Linked DNA regions of Zea mays: region 1 is linked to region 2. A link is a contact called in public Hi-C data. All regions are on one chromosome and are shown on one strand. The core of a region is the stretch at or near the end of the contact, and the rest is flanking DNA. Distances in the headings are between cores, read along the strand shown. Region 1 holds the start of LOC100283981 (proteasome subunit beta type 4). Region 2 holds the start of LOC100284586.

Region 1 (5,266 bases), core at 2,445-4,944, 220 kb after region 2:
CTCCCTGCCACCGGCCAGCACAACCTCCCGCACAGGCCAGCACAATCTCCCGCACAGGCCAGCACCCCAAGCCCGCACCCGACCTCCCCTCCCTGCCAGTGGGACACACCACCCTGATCTGGCTAAGGCAACAAGTGTTGTGTCGGGCGAGGCGATGGGAGGTGCCAAGGACATCGCCTCGAGGAGATCAGAGCGAACTTCGACGAAGGGGGAGTGGCCATTGTCGCTTGATGAAAGCGCGCATGAGCTTGTAGAGCTCTTAAGAGCATGCAACAAGTTGATAGTGAGCGAGCAGTCATAAACCGCTTCGCCAAGCTCAACAAGAGTCGTCCAACACCTTCATATTCCAGCATTAGTCGCCAGTCGGGGATGGAGTACCCTGAGAGAGGGTCCAAAACTCTGTGTTGACAAGGGCGCGTGTCTCTTGGTTGCCAACGAACTATTGTTCAAGGGCAATCCAAGACGTGAGCAGACAATAGTCAGTGGTGACAATCTCGAAGAGCTCAATGGTGATGGAGCCATAAAGCCACAAGAGCACGTTGTGGTCCATGCACACCTAGTGGGGTGTTGTCGGGCGGGTGTCACGGAGGACATGATTCGCTAGAGCAGACTTGCCAAGAGCAAGGATCATCAAGAGACGACATCTGGAGGAGGGTGCGGCGAGGTTGAGCACCACCGGGACTAGGGAGCAGATGTTGACGATGCCAAAGGCCTAGGTGTGAAGGGCAGCGGTGGTGTCGTTGAGGACGGGAACATCATCATCCAAGTTGGCGGCGACACCAAGGTCGTCAAAGGCAACGTTGTTGGCATTGTGGATTGTGCCATCGACCTCCCGAAGATGTCGCCGCGCATCAGCGAGAACACGCTCACGAAGCGCATCATCTGCCTGGAGTTGACGTAGTTCGGCCTAGAGCGTGGCCTCACTGGTGGCCACGACTGCATCCTGGTGCACAACAGTTTCCATGGGGATAGCGGTGGCCACAGCTACAACATGGCGCACTGCCTCCGCTAGGAATGCGTCATCGGCCATAGTGGCAGCCTTGAGCGTGGCATCATGGCAAAGTGAGAAGCGAAAAAGAGAAACTAAAATGATACCATGAAGCGTAGAGAAAATGATAAAAAACAACTTGATTGATTGATCCAAAGTGATTACAATATTTGGGAACATATCTTGTGCTCAAAGGGGTACGATGCTCACGTGCACATTTTAAATTTGGGACGTTCATCTTGAATCTAACAGCAGCGCCACTTTTATGAAAACCCTCTCTCACCATGAGAGGGAGGTCGAAGGGGTTCTTTATAAAATTGCTGCTTCGGTTGAATGCAAGATAAATGTCCCAAATTTAAAATATGCACGTGAGCACCGTAACCCTTTGAACACCGGATACGTTGCCTACAAATATATAGGTAGTGCTAAGCCAGTATGAGTGGAAGACCGCCTAGCCATGCACAAGAGTCTTGAATACAAGGAGTCGCTAACACATATAATGGCATGTCATTTTCCCGGTTCGTCTTCCAATAGGTGAACAATAATGGCATTTTTTAGATCCACTGGAATTGTACGATCATCTCCAACAATAAACTCTAAAATAGAGTCCTAAAAATTGAAATAGGACGGTATTTAGATTGTTTAAGGCATCAAAAGAAATTTTTACTCCAAGAGTTATGCCTTAATTAATGCTATTTAGAAAATAAATCATGTTATTAGGAAATAAATAGTTGGAGATTACGAGAAAAACGAGGATAAGACTCCATTATATAAGGTACTATATTTAAGAGACCAAGCCCTATAATCATTTGATGAATTTTTATACAATAGGACCGTTGTTGGAAGGGTGTTCCGTGATTCTGAGCCCTATATTTAAAATAGGGCAACATTTAGAGCCTATCTTGGGGATGCTCTGGCACCAATCAAAGAAACCCATGAATAAAAGCCTATGTTTTTTTGTGGGTGTGTGGGTGGGTTGGGGGGCAAACCGATGGAAGATGAAATTTAACCTTCCACGTTAAAACACCCTAATATTCGACGAGAAAATTGATTATTTAGGACTCCTTTCCATACAGCTACGACGAAACGGGGTCACATTCCTTGCTTCCGCATAAATGACGTAGATTCGATTCCATCCTTGTTTTCTTAGGATAGATAGAAAATTTCAAGCTTTTTTAATTAATTAAATCCTTTTTTATCTCTCTAAGATATTACAAATGACCAAACTATCCCTAGCAACTCTAGGTTCTTTCTTTCTATTGCTGCTCGATCCCAGCCGCCTCTCCTTTGTCATGTTATTTGACATCCCATAAATACTAGAGTTCGTTCTTATTTTGTCTACAATACATTGGTTGGTTTTTCTGTTTATACAAGATCAAATGACTAATATTGAATTGGTTCTCCCCATTGGTGAAAAGGTGGCAACAGACCTTGAGGCTAAGCAGCTTTTGCTTCTCGACAACCAAGCTAATCTGTGCGCACCTAGTTTCAGGTACCAAAAAATGTGATGAGTGACAGGCTAGTGTGTCTTGGCTTCAGCTATTCAGATCAGTTGCAAGACATCAGAGTTTGGATGCTGCCACATGGAATTTGCTTCATCAGTTGGAAGCTATATGAAGCCCCTAAAGCCGAATCTGTTCATTCTTTTTTCCGTGGATCAGCTACCTTCTTCTGGTCTTGCTTCGAGTCAAAACAACAGGTCATGCAGGCCACTGTTCTGATCCGATCTCTCATCTAGTGTACACTTCAAGGCGGAGGGCAGAAACGAATATGGTGTGGCGGACAAGGATCAGACTCACACAATTAATGACACAGCAGGGGAGTGGGTGGTCCATATGGGCCACGACACACCCTAAGATCATATAAGGTTAGTTAGCATAGTGGTGTAAGTACTATTTTTTGAACTTGGCAGTCAAGGTTCAAGTCCTGTTGATCTCTATTTTTTGTTTATTTTTTTTGATATTTTTCCTGGCACTCTCTAAGCGTAGCAGCTGACACAGGGACATGAGTCATCTTAGATGGCAAGCATTTTAGAAAACGGATTAGAAAACAAGAAATAAACTATGATGTCGTATTAATCAAGATGTCAATGATATAAGTACTAATTTTGCAAAGCCAACGTTTGAAGTCATAAATATGCGAAACCTAATATTATCGGTCCTAAAATATCAATTTTCTCAATATTCGACTAATAGTCCACCGCAAAATTTGCTCAAATCTTCGCCCAAAAGAAGCGGAGCGAAGTAACGCAAAGTAGGGATCTGAACCGCGACCGGAAGCACCGAAATCTTCACCCGAAGGAGGAGGACGAGGAGGGGGGGTAGGCAAAGTAACGCGAAGTCGCGATCTGAACCACGAACGCAAGAACCGAACATAGGCGGACAGACTTACTGCGTCCGCTGCGTCGCGCCTCCTCCTGCCGCCGCCTGGCTCCCGCCTGCGGGGTGGGATCCCGCCGGAATGTTAGGGCCGCCACCGCCGACGCTCTTGGGGAAGCCGTCCATGATGCTGAGCACGAAAGTATACGAGATTGGAGACGTTGGCGTACGGGTTGTGAGGAGAGGCGCCGAGCAGCAAACGGCGGCGGCGTGGTGTTAGAGGGGTGACCTTTTTCTTTCTTGCAACCGAAGACGAAGAGGAGAATGCCCACCCCGAAAGCGACTCGGAGCTTGGGTTCAGATCCAACACACCACGGATCGAAAGGTTTGGACTGGGCTAGATCTTGTGGGCTACTAGAAACATAGTACGTAGCAGGAGTACTAACAATGTGCCAGATCGATTTAGACCGAAAAGACTGGGTGAATTCGATTTAGGCCGACAAGACTGAGGATGAATTTAGTTCAGCTTTCTCAATAAGGTTCGAACAACTAGTTTAATTTAGTGGGTCTTTGATTTCTATGAACTAATTTTTAATCCTTAAATTATTAAATACGAAATCTAATAATTTAGGTAATAAAATGGAGTGACTAAAAATTAGTCTTTATAAACCACACCTTAGAATCACCTACCTTGATTTTTCATATACGGTCATCTATATTACTAAGCTATCATATTTTTATAGAATCTATAGTTGACAATTATTTCATCCAAACATATTTTATTTTTTTCATAATCATCAGCTCACGACATCTTTCTAACAGTCACAACTCAGCGAAATCAGATTTTTGGAAACAAACACCTGAACCAAACAGACCCTTGAGTCCAAGAGCACGTGGAACAAAACAACAACAACTTCAAATTGTAACTCGAGCATTCATCCTTTGTGATTTTGATGTAAATATAAAAGACATGTCGGCGTCAAGGATTAGGTTATACAAAGTCAACAGAAACGACTAAAACGAATTTGAATTTATAGTGACATAAACTGCTCAATAATTCGAGCATAATATAATGGCTTTTTTAGATAAATATATAAAATATATAATGGATATGACCTCCGGCCTCTGCATGCATGACTTGTATCCAACTCGTTTATTTGGCCCAGGGCAGTGATACTTCTGAGACACGTCGCTTTGTATAAGGAGTTTATGCCATCAGCCCGTAATAACAGCCATACTGATCTCAACTACAACACAATGACCTGCGACTGGCTCTGGAAAACCTCGACTTCTAGCCTTATGGATGCCCAGACTTGGCTGCATCGCCTGAGCTTCTCATTCATGCGAGCTATGAACGATCTAGCCCATACTTCTTCATCACGCTTCGTGCTCGCGCCACATGGAACTGAAAAACTGGCAACCATACTACAGCTAGTTTACAAGATTCCATGTAAAATCCCGCTCCCAAAGGAAAGAGCGGACCTGCCGACTGGGGCTGCTTACAAATCGATGCACTTTACCTCATCAGTTCCTCTTCTCTTCGTTCGCCAGCTGACCGATAACTTCCGCACACATATACTCGGTAGATATGCAGAGACTGCCTTGAGAGGTTCTGTATCGCTGCCTCAGAACTTGCATTGCGGAACAAATATGTTACCGGATAACCTAAAAGCCACCTGCAGATATTGAAACAGAAGCATGTTATTCAGAGAGCAGAGCAAATGTCAAAACTTAATCAAGATAGCATCCATAACAATGGCAGTATGAACCACACCTCTGTTACATGTTATTAGAACTATCAAAACGAATAAATTTGCCATTTTTTATGCTGATGCCGCTGTGCAAATGTTTTTTTCTTCCAAGTGTTCAAACAGTGGTTTCACTAGATCAAGAATTTCATGGTTACAGTTTTGATGACACAGAACCAGAAATTACCCATTCAGAGAAGGCAAGGCAATCT
Region 2 (5,147 bases), core at 1,115-3,614:
TCATAGTTGACATGCTCTGACAAACATCTCTAGATTCACCTCTGCAAAGGTTCAAATGAAGACGGCGTTCTCATGTGGATGGATGACCCGACCTTTGTGAGTTCTGTTTTGTATATATTCAGGATTCGGTTGCTTGCCATTGTAGCGTTATAGAGGCTACAAGTTTAATGGAATCTGCTGTTCTTGACCATCCAAAAGGGGAAAAAAGGAAAATCCGATGGCCAAAGTCGTTTAGAGTTTAGACTGCTACCGATTCTGGGTGTCCTGTCGATATGCGCAAGGAGATATTTCTGTTTACCTAGTCGCCAAAATTAAAGCATCACCTGAATTGGATAAAAAAAAAAGAAATAACTAATAATGTAACAATAATGCCAACAATAACATGCACAGAGTATAGCCAGCGAGAACCAACTGTTCTTTAGGAAACTAGGCAGTACACAATCAAAACATTAAGGGGGTGTTTGAGAACAAAGTTTTTCTGCAGTTTTGGAAGAATACTGCAGTATTCTCAAATACTGCAGTATTATATACATAATGGTGTTTGGCAAGCTGTGTAAAATCTCTGTTTTCAAAATTGAAGTATTGCAAATACTATAGTTGTTTTAAGGCATTCTAAACTTAGCTCTTGACCTCAGTTTTCAAAACTGCGGTATTATAAACTACGGTATTGTCATAACTAAAGTATAGTATAGTATTTCAAAAACTGTGGTTTTCAAAAACTTTGTTCCCAAACAGGGCCTAAACGGTGAACCCACTGCCCTATCATGGTATGAATGGCAGAAGGGGGGTACACCTATTTGTAACCTGTATGAAGCGTTGGAGGGGCTATTGGTATGAATGGCAGAAGGGGGCACACCTATTTGAAGTTCGGTGGACAGAACAACAACAGGGCAATACAAGTTCCAACCTCCAAAGCACATGCCATTGCAATGAAGGAAATGGGGCCAAAGTGATCTGGAATATGAGTAAACAGCAACCCAACCTCAAAAAATCTAAACATTGCCACAAGCAAGTTCTTTCACCAACTGTAAAACCAAATTAGAAAGACTGAAAGACAGGCACACGATTCAAGTTGAAAGTATGTTACCTTAACTTCCTCTCGTTAGTGCATTACATAATATGCTAAACATAACGCCTATGCAATCCTGTTAAATAAGACCAGTCTGCTGGATATTGTAGACTACACATTTTGAAACTTCAATAAGCTTATGTTAATTGCATTGCCTTGGGTCTCGATTGACAATAACATCCGATAAGAGTTAGATCACAGATAGACCAGCACCAAGGGCATCAAAAGATTTTCAGTTTCGGAACTATGAGTTACTACACATGTACCTAGTACCTTGCAGGCACATCAAGAACTCTGAGAGAACATAGAAAATCGTTTAGGCACATGCTTACATTAGACCAGTCTTCGTATTCTACTATTGTTCTGCATTTTCTTCTGAAGATGGAAATGAAAAGACCAATCAACTATTCATCAGAGTACAAAACTTAAAACCATGAAACATTGAACTGCGGTAATTGCAACGGGATTCCACATTACAGCATCCATTACACTCCACATTCAAAAGAACAAAAGTTAACCAATGGCAGGTTTTTCCCATCAAACTATTATTCTTCATCAAATCCGTAACATAAAAGGGTATGGCAGAGGCGCACAAGCTTGACCGAGCCAGGGGAATGAAGGAAGGCTCACAGCGTCGAAAGCCGCACCTTGCCATTCGTCGCGGCAGGCCATTACGGGATGTCCCACGGCTTAGGCTCGGGGACAGCGACGACCATGCCATGCAGCTCCGGCGTGAGGACGACCTGGCAGCCCAGGCGCGCGTGCTTGTTGAGCTCGCGGTTCCTGGACGCGCGCGTGAGCACGTACCGCTCCTCGTAGGACGGTGGCGGCAGCTTGTCGAGCCACTCCTGCGCGATGTGGACCTCGCACTCGGCGGAGCACGCGTCGATATCCTCGAGGCGGTGGGAGGCCGGCTCGATGAGCTCCGCGTTGGCGAGCGCGCGGAGGAGTGTCTGCCCGGAGAGGCCGACGACCTCGCGGCGCGCCCCCTCGAGATCGATGGCGAGGACGCGCACGATGCGATCGGCGACCTTGGCGGACGCCGGGGCGGCCGAGGCGGACGCCGGGGCGGCCGAGGCGGCGGCCGGGGAAACTGCGCAGAAAGAGCGAGCGAGCGAGGGGTAGAGGTGGAGCGGGAGGCGGCGCAGGACGCGCGCCGCGATCGCCATGGCTGATGCTCGGGTAGGGTTCCCCGGTGGGAGATCTGGGGAGACCAGAAGACCGGAGGCCGATGAGGACCTGGGGACTGGGAGACAGTGGAGGCTAGGCCAGAGCCCAGAGCCCAGAGCCCCAGAGTCGCTGAGGGACTGAGGGGTGCTGGGTCGCTGATAAGTTGGCCTTCAGGGCTTTGACATGAAACACTTCGGGCCCAACTGTGCCTGTGCATGCAAAACGAAAACCTATGATTTGACTTGACTCCAATCAATTAATGACAGCTGGGGCATCTCTAAAAACAGACGCATGGAGTTGCTTAACAATAAGAGGATTAGAGGAAGTAAAAAAAATTATATGTTCTCTAATAGTTTTCTATTTTAGTTGCCAAATATTTTGTTGGATCCATGTATATTTATGGAGTGAAGAAGGGGTTGCTACATTTAGCAACAATATAGGATTAGGTAGGGACTTTATAAATTTAACCATTTATTTTACATAATGGTTGGAGGAAAAAAAAATTAAATTTGTATTTAGGGACTTATTTAGAGAACTACTGTGAATCCCTTCGGTTAAAAGTCAGTGGGTTTCACTCGTCCTCCGCGCTTCACAAGTTTTTTTACTGGCGGCACCGACGCGTCGCGGCAGGAAAACAGCACCAGCCTTCTGTATCCACGGACCCAAAATTTTATCAAATCGAGTTGAGCCAAGTCTGCTCCCTCCGTCGTTGTAACACCATAAGATTCTAACTTCGAGAATTAGAAAGATTTGACCCCAAGATTTCAATAAATGTGGTTTCTAACAAAAGGTTAATAGAAAAGTGGTACTTATATGAGTTGAGTTATCTATACTATACTTAAAACATCAGTTTCAACGATCGTCATGCGTCATCTTTTTACAAATAACCCCTCACATCACGTCTATAGATGACCAAACGGCGGCACGGGCTAGACGCACGCGGACCACAACTATGGCTCTATGTCGACTTGCTAACTGTGTCGGGCCAGCCCGTTAGCCCGTCGACCCATTTAATTAAATCAGAGTAAAATGTTAAAAAATGGTGCAGGAGGTGGGGTTTGAACCCATGTCCTAATGAAAGAAGGACGAGAGACACTGGGTGAAGCTGTCTAACCAGTAAAACATCATGCTAAGATGTTTTTAATATTGAATATAAATTGTATATAGGTATATACGTTTTTTTAAAATAAAAAAATAGCGTGTCGGGTCGGGCCAGCACTACGGGCTGAGGCTACAGCCCAAGCACGGCACTACGTTCTTGGCTCTTGCAAACATTAGGTCGTTTCTGAGACCACATTGACGCAATGGACTACATGGTGTTTGAGGTTGCTGAATTGGATGGAGCAACAATGATTTGTCACACTAACAGCAAAATGAAAGGTTATTTGTTGGTTTTAAACGTTAGTAATTACTACGGAGTAGCATAATTTATATGGAGCGCATCCAGTTTTAATTGATGCCTGACTTTAGCAATTACTCCATATTTTGATCTATCTTTTTTATAAGTTTGACTTCATGAGACTTATTTTAGAAACTTGAGCTCACAAACTTTGTATTATTTGGTCTATGTATGATGGAATTATGTCATTTTATAATCTCTGTTCATTCAGTCAGTCGTTGTGAACTCTTTTCTAATCGCTCACTTTATTAGCCATGTTGTACCAAGACATATTGCATGGAGTAAACAATAACATCAGTTAGCCAAATCAAAAAATATTATACAGAGAGCGGAGACAATCAATAAAAAATCTTGATTTTTTTATGAATAATTTACGTGGGTATTGTTGTAAGCCGTCGCAACGCACGGGCAACCGACTAGTTGAATAATATGTTTGAGTCTATACTACAAAATATTTAAGCTAAAGTATATTTTAATAAATAAAAGGGATTAGAGATTATCTTCTTAATATACATTGTGTGTAATTAGTGTACTCGAAAGCAGTTTCGTAGACAGAGTGGAATAAATAAATAAATAAAACAAAATTATGGATTTGCATTCATGTTGAGTTCTTTTTGTTGTGCATCGATACTTGAGTGCAAAATTCAAAACTAGATTTGAATTGAATTTGAATCTAGAAATGAGAAACCAAAAATATAGAAAAAGAAAAGAGAAAAGGCTTACCTGGGCCGAATCTCCTCTATCCCCGGCTCATCTCCCTGTTACCTCACTCCCGTCGGCCCACCCAACTCACCTCTCGGGACCATGTCCCTGTCGCGTGGGGCCCGCCGGTCAGATCGTGCTCCCCACACGTGCTGGAGCACCAAGGACGCGGACAACTAGGGCCCATGTGTCATCTCTATCCCCGTCGCGACTTGCGCTCGCCGTGGGCGGAATTCTGTTCGCCTGTGCGCGAATCCTCCGCGGCCTAGGGATTTAAAACCTGAAAGGGAAATAAGCTTACACCTTTTCCTAAATGATTTTGGTGGTTGAATCGCCCAACACAAATAATTGGACTAACTAGTTTGCTCTAGATTATAAGTTTTACAGGTGCCAAAGATTCAACACAAACCAATAAAAAGTCCAAGAAAGGGTTCAAATTAAAAGAGCAAAAGACAACCGAAAGGCAGCCTTGGTCTGGCGCACCGGACTGTCCGGTGTGCCACCGGACAGTGTCCGGTGCACCAGGGAGCTCAACTCCAAACTTGCCACCTTCGGGAATTCGGGGAGGCCGCTCCGCTATAATTCACCGGACTGTCCGGTGTGCCAAGCGGAGCAACGGCTCCAAGCGCCAACGGTCGTCTGCAACGTTACAGTAAACAGTGAACAGTGCAACTGCGCGTGCCGAAGTCAGAGCAGGCGCCAGAAGGCGCACCGGACAGTGAACAGTGACTGTCCGGTGCACCACCGGATTGTCCGGTGGCCCCGATGTCAAAAGCTCCAACGGTCGGAACCCAACGGCCTGGTGAC

What was found. Hi-C and Micro-C count contacts between places; a contact is called where the count stands out from the background.
Region 1: a Hi-C map of bundle sheath shows a contact between it and region 2, with 2.2 times the contacts expected there. The contact joins the promoter of LOC100283981 here to the promoter of LOC100284586 in region 2. A contact is called at or near these places in 7 of 25 Hi-C or Micro-C datasets (bundle sheath, ear, endosperm and 2 more).

The regions. Positions count from the first base shown.
Region 1 is chr7:145,334,526-145,339,791 of Zm-B73-REFERENCE-NAM-5.0, forward strand. It overlaps LOC100283981 (proteasome subunit beta type 4), which reads right to left and starts at 3,695. Exons shown (of 6, transcript NM_001156879.2): 1 at 3,380-3,695. The coding sequence starts at 3,492. It overlaps LOC100277031, which reads right to left. Exons shown (of 6, transcript NM_001407169.1): 4 at 5,242-5,266; 5 at 4,827-4,982; 6 at 4,223-4,719. The coding sequence ends at 4,554.
Region 2 is chr7:145,113,553-145,118,699 of Zm-B73-REFERENCE-NAM-5.0, forward strand. It overlaps LOC100284586, which reads right to left and starts at 2,365. Exons shown (of 1, transcript NM_001157481.2): 1 at 1,487-2,365. The coding sequence starts at 2,238. The coding sequence ends at 1,741.